Linked DNA regions of Mus musculus: region 1 is linked to region 2. The links are chromatin contacts, called in public HiCAR-type maps. All regions are on one chromosome and are shown on one strand. Each heading gives the region's core, a stretch centred on a gene start, on an enhancer-like site or on the middle of the called end of the contact. The rest is flanking DNA. Distances are from core to core; before and after follow the strand shown.

Region 1 (7,275 bases), core at 3,528-6,027, 3.0 Mb before region 2:
ACCTATTTCATATCTTCCCTTCCACATATACCTATCTTTGGTAAGGTGTATTAAAAAGGCTTGGGTTCTCAATAAAATTACCTCACAATCCAAAGTATTCCAGCAAAGCAAAAGCTTTATTTCTGTAGAAGTGTGTGTAGTGGCACTTCAGCAAGCAAGCACACCCCATTAGTGGGTGTCTCACTGGGTTTTTATTCCTACCACAAGGTGGCTTTGCACTCTTATGGGCCTGGTTAATTTAAAGATACTCAGCTAGGAAAAAGAATGCAAATTTGAGCACAGAGTGTAACTTTGAGCGCTCGATTTGATTTCAAGACTCAGACCCCAGAAAAATCTGACTTGTTTTTTTTTCAAATAGCTTATGTGTAATTTTAAAAAATAGAGTTTGTCAGCTGGGTGTGGTAGCACATGCTTTCAATTCTAGTGCTCAGGAGACAGAGGTGGGTGGATCTCTGTGCGTTGGATGTCAGGCTAGATAGCAAGTTCCATGCCAAGCAGGGTCATATGATGAGACTATTTCAACAAACAAACAAACAAACAAACAAACAAACAAAAAATGGAGTTTGTCTTATGTCGGGTCCCACTCTACCAGCAAGCAAAAAAACGCAACCACCGGTTCTTCTTAAAGCAGTTTTTACTCAGGCAGCTTTTTTCTTCAAATTCCCCAGCCTCTCTAGTTACAAGTGTTTTTCTCCATTCGAGCAACAACCACGCCCCCACCAATCACCACAGGTCACATCACCTCACCAGGCAGGCTCGCTCAGCCAATCAGGGATTAAGGGCGGGCCATCCACCAAACATGGGCTTGTTTACTGCCTGGCCAGATTTCTGTCCGGCTGGCCTGTTTACAGCCTGGAGTGGCTTCCTACAGTCTTACTTAACCCCATTTGATAGAAAAGATGGTACAGGGCTAGAATGATGGCTCAGTGGTTAAGAAAACTTGCTGATTTGGTTTGGTTCTACCATGAACTTCTGGCAGCTCACGAGCACCAGCTCCAGCAGGCCTAACTCCCTTCTTTGGTCTCCAGTGAAATAAACAAAAAAGAGAAAAGACAATACATTTTGTTTATATCTCCTACACAAGGGTGCTACATATATTCTTATATGTTTTAAAGATGTATTTTTATTTTATATGTGTATGCACATCATGCAGGTACCTAAGGTGACCAGCAGATGGCACTATATCCCTTGGAACCTGAGTTACAGAGGCTTGTGAGCCATCATGTGGGTAATGGGAACCATATCTGGTCCTCTGCAAGAGCAGCAAGTGCTTTTAATGGATGAGCTACCTCTTCAACCTATACCATAATTTTAAAGTTTACTAACTGAGTCAGGTGTATGGCCTATACCTATGCCAACACTTAGTAGGCTGAGCAGGAAGATTGCCTGTTTGATGTTATCCTGGGCTAGGAAACAGGTTTAGAATAGTTTAGATTATAATGTGAGACCTCCTCTTGAGAAACACATAGAAAAAAAAAATAATAAAATACATAAAAACTCTGGTGTAGTTATTTACAGTAACATGGGAATGCTGTGCTTATTTTCTTCCTATGAACACAGTCTTGCGATGTAGCCCAGGCTAGGCTGGAACTCATAAACCTACTGCCTCATTCTCTTAAATGCTGGGATTATGAGCCTGTACCACTACCCCTATACTCCTGGCTCTATATATCTTTTTATTTTTCTAGATACATCTGCTTTTAATCTCTTTAACTATCACTGACCTTACTGAACTATCCTTTGTTTTTAAAATCTGAAAAAAGAAATGTTGTGTTTTGCAGGTCTTGGTGAGACACAGGAGGCTAATTCAAAGCCAAACTGTACTATATACTAAAATTCTATATTAAAAAGTGTTATGCCGGGCGTGGTGGTGCATGCCTTTAATCCCAGCACTTGGGAGGCAGAGGCAGAGGCAGGCGGACTTCTGAGTTCGAGGCCAGCCTGGTCTACAAAGTGAGTTCCAGGACAGCCGGGGCTACACTGAGAAACCCTGTCTCAAAAAACAAAAAACAAAAAAAAAAGAAAGAAAAGGTGTTATGTTGGAGCCACCATGAACAGCAAAGGAGGTCAATATCCTGAAAGAACCTAGAGGGGAAACCCCCACTCGTATCCCGAGTCGGCGTGCACCCAAAGAATCACGAGAGACTGTCTTGATGCAAACACACAAGGTAGTTTAATGATGGAGCTCTGGGCCGACATGTATCTCACACAGGAGACAACGGTTGTTGGCCACGAGGCTCAAAAGCTAGGGGTTTTTATAGAAAAGGGTCTGGGGCTGTAGGAGGAATTGGTGCGGTTTCACAGGATTGGTTTATTTAAACACCAGCAAACTGTATGTGCAGATCGAAGTAACAGCAGAGCATCTGGTTAACATTTAATCCACGTCAGAAGGGCGGGAGATATGGAGGCGCCAGGCCAGTCCAGACATGTCTTAGCATTCTCTTTATCTTTATGGCCAAGCAGCCTCAGGAATGTCTTAACGACAGGCCTGCCCGGGCATGTCCTGGCCTGTTCTGCTATGTTCTCAGTCCCAGGCTTCAAAGCTCACAAACAACTCTTTGGGCTATTTGACATAAATTACATGAATCACAGGTCTCAAGTTTTATTTTTCTTTCAATCCAACACAGCCTACCTACCCTGTGCAACCTCCTGGGAATCCAGTATATCCTCAGACCTTACATCTTCCTCAGGCTCCACCCTATACTGATGCTCCACCTGCATATTCAGAGCTCTATCGTCCAAGCTTTGTTCATCCAGGGGCTGCCACAGTCCCCACCATGTCAGCTGCATTTCCTGGCGCCTCATTGTATCTGCCTATGGCCCAGTCTGTGGCTGTTGGGCCTCTAGGTTCCACAATACCCATGGCTTATTATGCAGTTGGTCCCAACTATTCACCTGGCTCAGCAGTGTTGGTGGAAGGAGGGCATGATGCAGGTGCCAGATTTGGAGCTGGTGCCACCGCTGGCAACATTCCTCCTCCACCTCCTGGATGCCCTCCCAACACTGCTCAGCTCGCAGTCATGCAGGGAGCAAATGTCCCTGTAACTCAGCTCAAGGGAAACTTCTTCATGGGTGGTGTGATGGTTTGTATAACTTGGACCAGGGAGTGGCACCATCTGAAGGTGTGGCCTTCTTGGAATAGGTGTGACCTGCTTGGAATGGGTGTGTCACTGTGGGTGTGGGTATAAGATCCTCACCCTAGTTGCCTGGAAGTCAGTCTTCCACTAGCAGCCTTTGGATGAAGACATAGAACTCTCAGCTCCTCCTGCCCCATGCCTGCCTGCATACTGCCATGCTCCCACTTTGATGATAATGGACTGAACCTCTGAACCTGTAAGCCAGGCCCAGTTAAATGTTGTTTTTTATAAGACTTGCCTTGGTCATGGTGTCTGTTCACAGCAGTAAAACCCTAACTAAGACAGGTGGCTACACCATGTGGTGAGGAACCATGGTCACTCCTGTGCCAGGGAAGACATCTCATACCTTCAGCACTTCTCACAATGTAACTGCTTTAGTCATATTCACCTGAAGTTGCAGTTTAGACACATGTTTTTGGGGTGTCTTTCTGGTGTCAAAACTTTTGAGGCACTTTTCAAATTTAATAAGGAACCATGTAAGGGTAGCAGCCCCTCCCTAAAGCATTCTGAGGTAGGGGGTATCCATTCTTCAAATGAATGTGAGTGAAGCAGCCCAAGGTGCTTCCTTAATTCCTCTGGAGTGATGCTGTGCCATGCTGGTCTTTGCTTCTAGTAATAAAACATCAAATTAGGTTTGGAGGGAACTTTGATCTTCCTAAGGGAAAAAAATGTTATGTTTTATTTGTGTATTTCCTCTGACTAAAAAAAATATACCCTTCCTTTAAGACCCAACTACTTTGTTTGTTTGTGTGTGTGTGCGTGTGTGCATTGTATGCATGTCTGTGTGCTAAGATAAATGAGCTCCTGTATTGCAGAGCCCAAAGGAGACCATCTGTATTCTCCTTTCTCACTATCCACCTTATTTCTTTAGCCAGGATTGTTTTCTGAACCTGTAGCTCACTGGCTTTTCATTCAGACTGGCAGCTAGCAAAACCCAGGAATCTTCCCGTCTCTGCCCCAGATACTTATTTGCCTTAGAATACCATAAACCCTTTGGGATGTTTCCTACTTTCTTCTTTCCATGTTTAATTATTTGTGCAAGTTCTTACTGGCCCACTTGTGCTATCCAAGTGTGTATCTCAACTTGAGTGTTTTACTCAGTAAATGTTTAGTATCAGTGTGGCCATTAGCATCTATAGTGCCTCATAATTTCCATAGTGTACTCACGGGTTCTTTTTTTAACCCCTGTTGCAAGCCTATAAATTAATAGTCACTTTCATTCTAGTCTTTCTTTTCTGTGGATGAGGGAGACAAGATATTTAGTGTCTGCAAAACTAAGCTACAATTAATTTTCTGACTTCAGATTCCTGGCCCTTGATACTCCACCACTGATGAGAGCCAATACTATAGTATGAATTTTTCGACTAGAACTTGGAGAGGTCTTTGGGAACCATTTCCAGAACTCAGGGAAGAGACGCTCTGGTCTCCATAGGGACCCAGTACTCAGGACTACATCTCCCATAGGGCCACGGAGCAAAGCCTCCGGCGATTGGGTAACGACCAACAGCCTATACACGGCGGCGAGGAGCTGTTGAGGGCCAATCACATGCCGGGAAGGGGGCGGGCCCTCCTGCCGGAGGCTAGATTGAGCGGAGAGCTAACGGCGCAGTGGCGGCGGCGGCCGTCTCTACGTCGTCAATTCCTTTAGTCTGTCGCTGCGGCCTTGCTCTGTAGCGGGGAGCTCTGCGCTTGGGAGTTCCGTAAGAAGCGCGTGCCCGAGGCACGGTACCCGGAGGCCCGGTGTGTCGGCTCTGGAGCTTCGGGGATCTTGTCAGTTCGTCAGGCCAGAAAACGCTGGCTGGAGCCGCCCGCGGTGGAATTCTTTGGAGATCAAGCCTTCCCTGCTTGAGGAGGACTCTTGGCGGCGCGTCGCCTGCGCTGTTGTCACTCGGTAACTCCTCCATCCAGGTCTAGCGGTTCTGTGGGTGCCTCGGCTCTCCAGGAGTTTCTCCTTCGGAGACCCAGCCTGGAGTTCGGGGGGGACGCGGTCCTTGCTGGGTCTCTTTCTTCACTCACCCGCACACGCTCGGTCCGGTGGCGGAGCGACGAGCGCTGCCTTTAGCGCTGCAACTTCTAGCAACAACTTCCCGCGGGGCTCCTGGGAAGTTCTGCATGATATAACTGTATTCAGTAAATGTTTACGGAAAGCTGTCTGCCCGAGACGAGTTCAGATGCTGGGAGGCCGGTAAGGCAGCCTAGACAGTTGAACCACGTGGGGTTTTAATTTCCTTTTCTACTCTTTACTTTTGGAAACTCTGGCTTTAGCTTGACGGTTGCCTGACTGGACTCTCAGTACCCAGGAGTGGGGATGGAAGGCAGAATAGTAATCGCAAATTACTCGGATATTGGTGGCTCTGGCCTCCACAATGAGAAAAGACACAAAGGGAGTATAATTTCAGTTTTGAGTGTCTTAAAGATTTGGAGAGAGATTCCTATAAGACGTGTGAGTGAGGTAAGACGTAGAGTCGAGAGAATTAGTAATAAGGACATCAGGTTGTGCTTGCCCAGCGGACAGGAAGCTCTGGTTTAGTTAATCCCTAGCTCTGCATAAAGCTAGACTCGAAGGGGTTTACGTCTAAGGCTATTCTCTGGAACACAATGAGTTCTGGACCAGCCTCGGTAACATGAGATCCTGTTTCTTTTTAAGACAGAACAGTGAGTATGGTGTGGCATAGTGTGTAGCCCTAGGAGGAGGGTGAATATCTGACAAATAGGGCTGGTAGAATTGTTCTTGAAACCAGTGGGACATTGCCCGGCAGCACATTGCTGTTGCTATAAAAAAAGATCGCTCTTTTTCATAGAGTTACGGCATGGTTATTTAGTCTTTTAGGGCTTCAGGCTTCTTCCTTTCTTTTTAGAAAAAGAAGAGTAATTGAATATAGTTATTGCTGCAGAAAGCCTCTGAAAATTTAGAATAGATTAAATAGTGATCCCTTGCAGAAAATGAGAGAAAATGGTTGGCTATTTGCACCTGGCCCTGCTCTCTTCTCCACTTTCCTCCATGGGTGAACATCAAGTTCTAGGCTCCTTACCTGTAGCTTAGAAATAGTTCTGCCTCTCTCACCTATGTGTTGGTATTACAACCACGTTGCTTTAACATCCTAAAAAACCCTTAGCCACTGGTGTCCAGCTTTTGTTTTTTGTTTCTTTCTGTGTTATTTACTGTTATACTGTCAAGTCTCAAGGAAGAACTAAGATTACCGAACTTCAAGGTTGAACTGAAAGCTGGATATGTCCCAGGCTGTGGATATGGTTCAGTGGTGGAATGCTTGCCAAGAGTAAATCCCTCCAGCAGATGGTCAGGGAGAGGGTATAACCTCAGACCCTGTGTGTGAGAAAGTTTCTGCTGCAGCTTCTAGTGATCTCATGTTTCTCCCTTGCATGCTTTTATGAACTTAGCTAAGAGTGACTAATGGAAGAATGAATAAAAGGAGCCAGTGAATTGGTAGCAGCTCAGATCTCTTCTGGCCTTTAAAAATTAGTGGGAGAAAAAAATATTTCAAAAATGAGATAATATGTGAACAGATGCCTATAAAATGTAGCAAATCAGTTCAATCTAGAGATTAGAGGCCCCAGATGAAAGATGTGTCCTCCAAGGAGCTTGTGGAGCAGATTGTAAAGTAGCCAAAGCGGGAAACTGCTGAGAATGCATTGAGGTAGTTTGCTTGTAGTGCAAAAAAGAGAAGTATTTTTTATTCTACACCATTTTGTCCTGTGAAAGGGAAGTCCTTTTGTGACCCCTGTTAAGGCCATTCTCTCCAGAGGAGCTGTGTTCCTGACACTGTAGCATGTCACTTACAGGCCCATATTAGGAACTAATTGTCCTATAACTTGTTATTCTTTAAGTTGCTTGGTTTTCACTTGTTTGTTTGCAGTGCTGGGGTGCTAGGGAGTCTGCTGTAAGCCTTCGTACATGCTAGGCGAGTGATTTACCCTGAGCTGTAGCCCAGTCTTAGGTAGTTCTCGGCTACTACCTGACTTTATGTTCCTTTCAGCATCTGGTGGGTGCTGTCACCAGTTCTACATCTATTTATCCTTTGGAATATTTGCTGTGAAGACAAATGGTACCAAGTCAAGAGAAGGAAGAAAAGAAGAAGGAAAAACAAAACCTAAAACAACGAAATACCCGATTCTACAA
Region 2 (7,331 bases), core at 4,776-7,275:
CAGACACACTGTTAAGCTTTCACCTCATAAAGTCAGATCTAAGGAGTGTGACAGTGGCACTGCAAATATGTTACTAGTACCTGAAACAACCTTACAAATGTGGTGGAGGGGGGGAGAGGAGGGGGTAGAGAGAGAGAGAAAGAGAAGCTGAATTTGACATCTAGAATTATTCATTAAGGAAAGAACATTCAAATCCAATTATTTATTTCCCTGTGAAGAATCTTAAACTGTACACTAAAATCAACATTACATATTTTTTATTCATGTTAAGTGTACAAAATAGTAGGTTTTATATGACACTTTCATACATATGTATCCTTTATACCCCTTTATTCACTATCCATGCTCTACCATGTCCTTTGTATCCCTATCATTGATCTCATTTCTCTCCCTGCAAACAGTCCTCCTAATGATTTTATGTTCATATTTATGTATGTATATGTGGATAGACAGACAGACAGACAGACAGACAGACAGAGATGACTCTGGAAGAAAACATGCTTCTGCACATTTGTTTTCCAGCACAATTGTTTTGCTTTGTTTCCTTACAATGAAAAGAAGATATGCAAAGTTTGGATGGCAATCAAGATACCAAATCTCCCTTCCAGACTCCCAAATGTGGCCACAGCACAGAAGCTGTGCAGAACTGTATCTTACTCATTCTGTAGCAACAGAACACCTAAGCAAGGCTCAGGGACTGAGGAGAAGGGCAAGGGGCAAAACCTAGTCCTTGAATGAAACGTCTGTTGTGTTGTTCATTGTGTTGTTCCCAAACCCTTAGATGGCCACTGCTTTAAGAGTCCACTCTTTTGTGACAGCAGTGGGCTAGTTACATGGGACTGCTTGAGTGCATTAAAAACAAAACAGTATTGATTCTTTGACCAATACAGAATGACCTGACATTCAAGTAGACTTTTCACCATTTTCCTGGAGCACTTTAATATACTGAAAAAAAAAAAAAAAAAAAAAAAAAAGCTAAATCAGACTCTTTGGGAGCATAAGTAATAGCTGGAATAATCTGGTACATTAGTTAATAACGCAAAGCAAAAACTAAGCAACTCCCATTAGAGGAAGTTACAAAGATATTAGGGATGAGACATGCTAACAATTTAAAAGCAATGACGTTTAAGTACAGCATTTTTTTTCTTTTAATTTCCCCTCTGCAAAAGCTAGATACCCCTTGCAGGCTACATTACAAGGCACTGTTCTTGACTTTTGTAAAAATAACCCTAACCAGGCATAGGAGTGTACATCTACAATCCTAGCTAATGGAGACACTAAGACAGAATGGCTAAAAACCATTCAAGAACAACCAGCCAGAGCAATATAGTGAGATGCCATCTCATTTCAATGTATATTACATAGGTTAGGGATGTTAGTCTGTTGGTGAGATATTTGCCTAATAACATGAAGCCCCATGTTTCAATCTTTAGCAACACATAAGCTGAGCATGGTGCTAAATGCATGCGATCTCAGCAACAGGAAGGTTGGAAATTCAAGGTCCTCCTTAATTGCCTAGGAAATTCACATCCAGGGACTCTCACTTTATGAGACCCTGTGTCAAACGAGCTAAAAGGAAAGCATAGGAAGAGGCTTCTGCTCTAGCTCTAACAAGGCCAATGAAGTACAGGCCCAGCCCAGGAACAACTGACCAGCTAACAAAGAAACCTACTGACACAACAGTCAGGAACTAAGCTAGATCATTTTTTTATATCTGATCTTACCCAAAACGGTTGGCAAGCAATGATTTCTTTTCTTTAATAAAGCATCAGTCTGTTTTTATACCATTTTTCTGTTTCCTCCTCTAATTCTTTTGGCATTCCTGTATAAACTTTTTTCCTCAAGCCAGATAATGTTTAATCACATATTAATGAAATTGTGTCTAGATCCTTCAAAGCCAAAAAAAAAAACCAACCAAACAAACAAAAATCCCCAAAACCCAAAATGTATAATTCCAAAAGGCATGAATAGTGGGTTCTGTTGTCATTGTTGTTGTTTGTTACTGTTGTGTTTGCTTGTTGGTTTTAAAGAAGAAAAATTATCTAAGAAAAAGAGTATGAGAAAGGCCCCACCACAGCCCTGCCAGGCATACTGTAGAAGCCAGCTCAGGAATGGCTTTTTCCCCAGCTCATGTCCAGACTCAAGTGTCTAAACAGATCCAAGATCCTGGCCCCACACCAGTGAATATATTCACACATGTAGGCCCAGGGCTGTCTGAATCAATATAAGAAGCTGCACACTACACCTCCTGCAAAAACCTCTTGGGTTTTACTGACAAGACTCTATAATGGCAAACAAAGCCTAGCTTTTCTCAGTGAAGGAAGCACTGGGCAGTGACAGAGGCTAGAGAAAGAGCAAAGGCACAATAAAGCAGGAAGGTTAAAACAAACAAAAAACCTGCAGCCAAGTTACCAATGGACAAATCCTTATCAAACAAACAATAACTTGATCAAATAAAAATAGCATCAGTATATATAACAGCACCCCAGTAGATGGTACAGACCCAAAGTGAACCAATGTATAGAAATCTAGGTAATCTACAACTCATTTAGGCTGGTAGCTGATATAAAAACTTTAATAGTCTGGTCATTTTTTTTTCAATGTATGTCATTAAAATGGAATTTTCTTTTATTCTCCTCTTAGAAAATGAGCCCTGGAAATTCCACAGATTTTCCTGTAACACTTTCTGATATTCTGATAGTTGAATAAATAAAATAACCAACTCTTCTGTTTGTTTCTTTTTTGAGACAGAGTCTCACTATGTAGCTCTGGCTGGCCTGGAACCTGCTACAAAGACCAGGCTGGCCTAGAATTCAGAGAACTGCTTGTCTCCTGAGCACGGGGATTAAAGGCATGTACAGACAAGGAACTTAACTCTTTCCATATAGATTTTGGTGGACAATATACTGGGAAGCAGTACACTGCAATAATTTGACAGTAAAAGTCATCCTAAGTTTTCACTTTGAAACTGGGTATGTTGGGATTTTTTTCTCCCAGTTAGGCAAGGTAAAGAGACCCAGAGATTCTTGATCTTCACCTCCTAGGTTTCTATACTAGAATAGCAGCAATACTAGAAAACAAATTGATTCATCTCTTCCAGGAAAACAATCCCCTTGGTTACAAGACATGGAATTTCAAATGGTTTTTTGTAAATCACAATCAAAACTCAACAATGACAAAGCCACACTTTATAATAAAGTCAAAGGTAGCACAGCTAATACATAGATGGGAGGTGGGGGCTGGGAGAAGAGCAGGTTCCAAGGAGTAGCAGAAGCTGAACACAGTGACAAAAGGCTTTTTTTTTTCTTTTCTTCTTTTCTTTTCTTTTCTTTTCTATTCTATTCTTTTTGTAATTCTTAAAAGTTTAGGTCAGGTCTCAACATAGCTCATATAGAAAAAGAAAATAGAAAAGGACTTCCTGAATACAAATATATGTACACACTTCTCTAAGCCCACCCATTCACCAAGAAACTCATTGAGTCCTCTAAGTTCTATACAGACACAAGGTGCTCACAGGGAGTTAAGCTAAGTACACCTCATCTAAAGTGGTTTTCCATACTTCTCTGGGCAACACTCACTCTTCAAGAGTGATCGATCATGACAGGTGACCGCTGTTACCTAAAAACAAAACAGACAGCTACTCTCAACAAGAGGAGAGCAGGATATGTGGCTCCAGGCATTATGTGAGGCTTTGAGAGTAAATGTGAATTGACTTCCTAGTAGGCAGGGAGATTCAGACCCTGCGGAAAGGGCTCAATGCAGGTTCAGATGGCTTCTCACTTTTCAAGTATGGGTGGGCAGAGACACATCACATTAACATAGTGCAGATAGCAGAGGTGCTTGCTTTGAGTGAGAACATGAATGGGAAGGGGTGCTTTCAATACAGGATGCAGACGATAAAACAGCGCTGGTAAGCTGAAGAAGACAGTCTATCTCAAGTCTAACAAAACACAAATGTTTCTTTATAGTTACTTACTAGAAATACACTGTCCACACTGCATACCTCATCTTCCAGTTTAAATCTAAAGAATTCAGCCCTGCCCTTTCTGCCTGTGGAAGGGTGATGCTCTCTCTTATCTCTAGATGGTCAGAACTGAGGCAGGAAGCACAGTCTGGGACACATTATCTTTTCCTCCATTGGAGCTTCCCAGGGACTGCTTCCAAAACACCTTGGAGAACCCCAAATTCGGGATAAAGAAAATGTCTAATCTATGAGAATCTGATAACAGAAGCAACACTTACAGCCACCTGGTTTACTCTCCACCCTGCAAGTGTTAAAAGGGAAAACGTAAAGTCAACGTCAGCTCCTCCCCATGATGAAAACTGGCACGAATGAATTTACGTTCTGGCTGCTGGCCCTCACAAATCGTTACCAAAAAAAAAAAAAGTTTACCATGCTAAACTGCTCCAAATATTAACTCAAGAGAGACGACAGGCCATTTCCACACCACTAAGCTGTAGTCTTCTCAATGAGTGGGATGACCGCTAAATATTTATTACTAGACACATTTTGGAACTTTAGTGGAGGAAAAAGGAAAAAAGAACCTACAAAACCCAAGCTGAAACTTATGACAGTTGAGCACATGATGTCCACCATGAAGAGCAAAGACGAAAGCGTATATAACACTCCGTGAAATCACAGCAGAGCAGCCGCAAAGTCTCAATGTCTCTATCCGGCACGATGGGAAGGAGGCATCCAACCTGGCCTGAGGGGGGAGGTTTTAGGGCTCTAACTCAACCAGCTCGTCACAAACACGCCGGAACAATAGTACTACTATCTTCCTCCCGCTGACAGGACCGTGTGCCTGCAGCCTCAGGGGGATCCAATCCCGAAGTCCACTGACAAGTTTCGCATTAAAATCAGGCCATTCAGAGGCCGTCCCCAAGCAGGGAGCGTGGAAGCATGTGCTGTGCTGGTGCTGGTGGTGCTGCTGGTGCATGTGGTGGTGGTGATGATGGTGGTGGTGGTGGTGGTGGTGGTGGTGGTGGTACTGCAGCTGCATCAAGGACGCAGCGCCTCTCCATTAGGGAAGAGCGCACATCCCCACCAAGGCCATTTCCCCCGCAGCCCTAAAGGTTGCTCCATCTTGCTTCGTAGCCGGGAGCCCCGGGCCCAGCCGCAGCGCGCAGGGGGCATCGCGGCTGCACCGTGCCAGTTGAGCCTGGAGGGCGGGGGCCGCGGCACGCACACGCGCGCGCGTGCACACACACACATACACACGCACACACACTACACACACACACACACACACACACACACACAAGCACGCGCGCACACAAGCACATGCACACACATGCACCCTCCCCGGGGCCACCACACGGGGCCCGGGCCAGGGTCAGGGCCGGGGCCCCGCCACCCCGAGGCCCGGCGCGCGCCCTCCCCGGAGTGACAGCACGGCCCGGCCCGCGGGGCCCCGAGCGCGCTCCAGAGAAGCGGTGTCCCGGCCCGGCCCGGGCGCGGGGCTAAGGGGGGTTGCTGTTACCTTCCGACAGCTCCAGCTCCAGCTCGGCCAGCCGGGCCCTCACCTCCAACGGGAGAGCCATGCCTTCCAGGCTGCGGTCCGCCATGCTCGCCGCAGACGCCTCCGCCCTGCCGGCCTCCTCTTTGTTCGCCGACGGAGGGCTCCTCAGCGGCCGCCACTCGAACCCGGAGGAGCCGCACTGAGGAGGCGGCGGCGGGCGGGCGGGAGCGGGAGGCCGGGCGGCGGCGGGCAGGCGCGCGGGGATTTTCTCCTTAGCCTCCTCAGCCTCGTCAGTCTCCTCAGCGCCTCCTCAGTCTCCTCAGCGCCTCGTCAGCCTCCTCAGCGTCTCCTCAGCGCCTCCTCAGTGCCTCGTCAGTCTCCTCAGCCTCCTCAGCGCGGCCCCGACCCTGGCGGTGGCCTCGCGCCCGGCTCTCTGCGCGCCTCCCCCAGCCGCGGGCTCCGGCCCCGCTCGGCCGGCACCGGATCACGGGCCCGCCCGCGGTCACGGCCACAGGGCTCTCGAGCTGCTCCGCGGCCGCCCTGCCCCGGCGGGAGCGAGCGCCGCTGCGCGCGCACCGGGCAACAAGAAGGCGCGCGCGGAGGGTGGGAGCGCGCGGACGTGCCACGGCGGCGCGCGCTCAGGGGGGCGGGGCCTCCAGCGAGTACTTCGAGAGCGCGCTCGTGGGACAGTGGTGCATTTGGCCTTAGGAGGGGGTCTTCCCAACCCTGAGGCTTAGTTAGGCTCCTCAAGACTCAAGGAGAAAAATAAAGAAGGCATTCGGAAGCACACCCTAGCCTGCTTGTTAAAACTTCAAATGTTCTGGATCATCGAGGGCTGATTTTTTTAAAATACTTTTAAGAGGAAAAAATAATTAAAAAAAAAAAACAAAACAGCATGAGACATAGATTGAGTCCTAGGTTTGAAGTTTAAAAGCATGGATCTAGAACAGACTACTATATGACCTTGAAACACACAATGTTTTGTCTAGACTTCATTTTTCCCATCCGTGGAAATAAATCAAGGTAGGTTGGGTCTGTCACACACTGTCCAGCCTAAGGAGTCTTCAGCAAGTGTCTTCTCCCTCACATCCTACAATATCATCCCCTGCTTTTCTTCTACCTCTTGTGAATTTTTTTCCCTTTGGTCATCGCCTGTGATGGTATCAATGTCTATTCTGAATGGCTGATACGGAGTCTGACTATTTGGGGGCATTCTCGCATGGCCAGCTGTCTCCAGAGTAATCTCACCTAGCTGCCCCTGAAGCCCCAAACACCACAAAACCAAAGTAAAAACAGCATCTCCTAACATTAAACATCCACCTGCTTCTTAAAGCATTTTATTAACTCTTTGAGAATCTCCTACAATGTATCCCTTAGCTCCTCCCAGAGTCATCCCCACCTCTCTACTATCCCAATTTTATGTCTATTATTATTATTATTATTATTATTCAATAACCTATGGACTCCAATTTGTTCTGCTCAAATATTTCAGGATGGCTGATCTCACAGGAGGCACATCCTTATGGAAAAAAATAATAAAAAACTGACTCTCCCTCCCCGAGAAGCCATCAACTGGCCATAGGGATAGGAGCTCATTAGCCCTTTGCTATGGCATGCTAGAATGTTAACTGCCTTCATCCTGTGCTGGCAACCATAGCTTCTGTGAGTTTGTGAGTCCAGAGGTATTGTCGTGTCCAGAAGACAGTTTTGTTCCCAGTTTTCCTCAACCTCTGACTATTACAATCTTTCTACTCCGTCTTCTGTGATGGTCTCTGAGCTTCGGGTGTGGGGTTATGATACAGACGCCCTATTTGTGACTGAGCACTCTACTGACATCTATTCTCTCCACTTTGATCAGTTGTGAGTTTC

The links. HiCAR-type assays count read pairs that join an accessible place to other places.
Region 1: a HiCAR-type map of astrocytes shows a contact between it and region 2, with 9 times the contacts expected there. The contact joins the promoter of Mtr here to the promoter of Dip2c in region 2.

What each region holds. Positions count from the first base shown.
Region 1 is chr13:12,255,615-12,262,889 of GRCm38.p6, reverse strand. Mtr (5-methyltetrahydrofolate-homocysteine methyltransferase) reads left to right here and starts at 4,777. Exons shown (of 33, transcript NM_001081128.3): 1 at 4,777-5,028.
Region 2 is chr13:9,275,219-9,282,549 of GRCm38.p6, reverse strand. Dip2c (disco interacting protein 2 homolog C) reads right to left here and starts at 6,025. Exons shown (of 37, transcript NM_001081426.2): 1 at 5,484-6,025. The coding sequence starts at 5,568.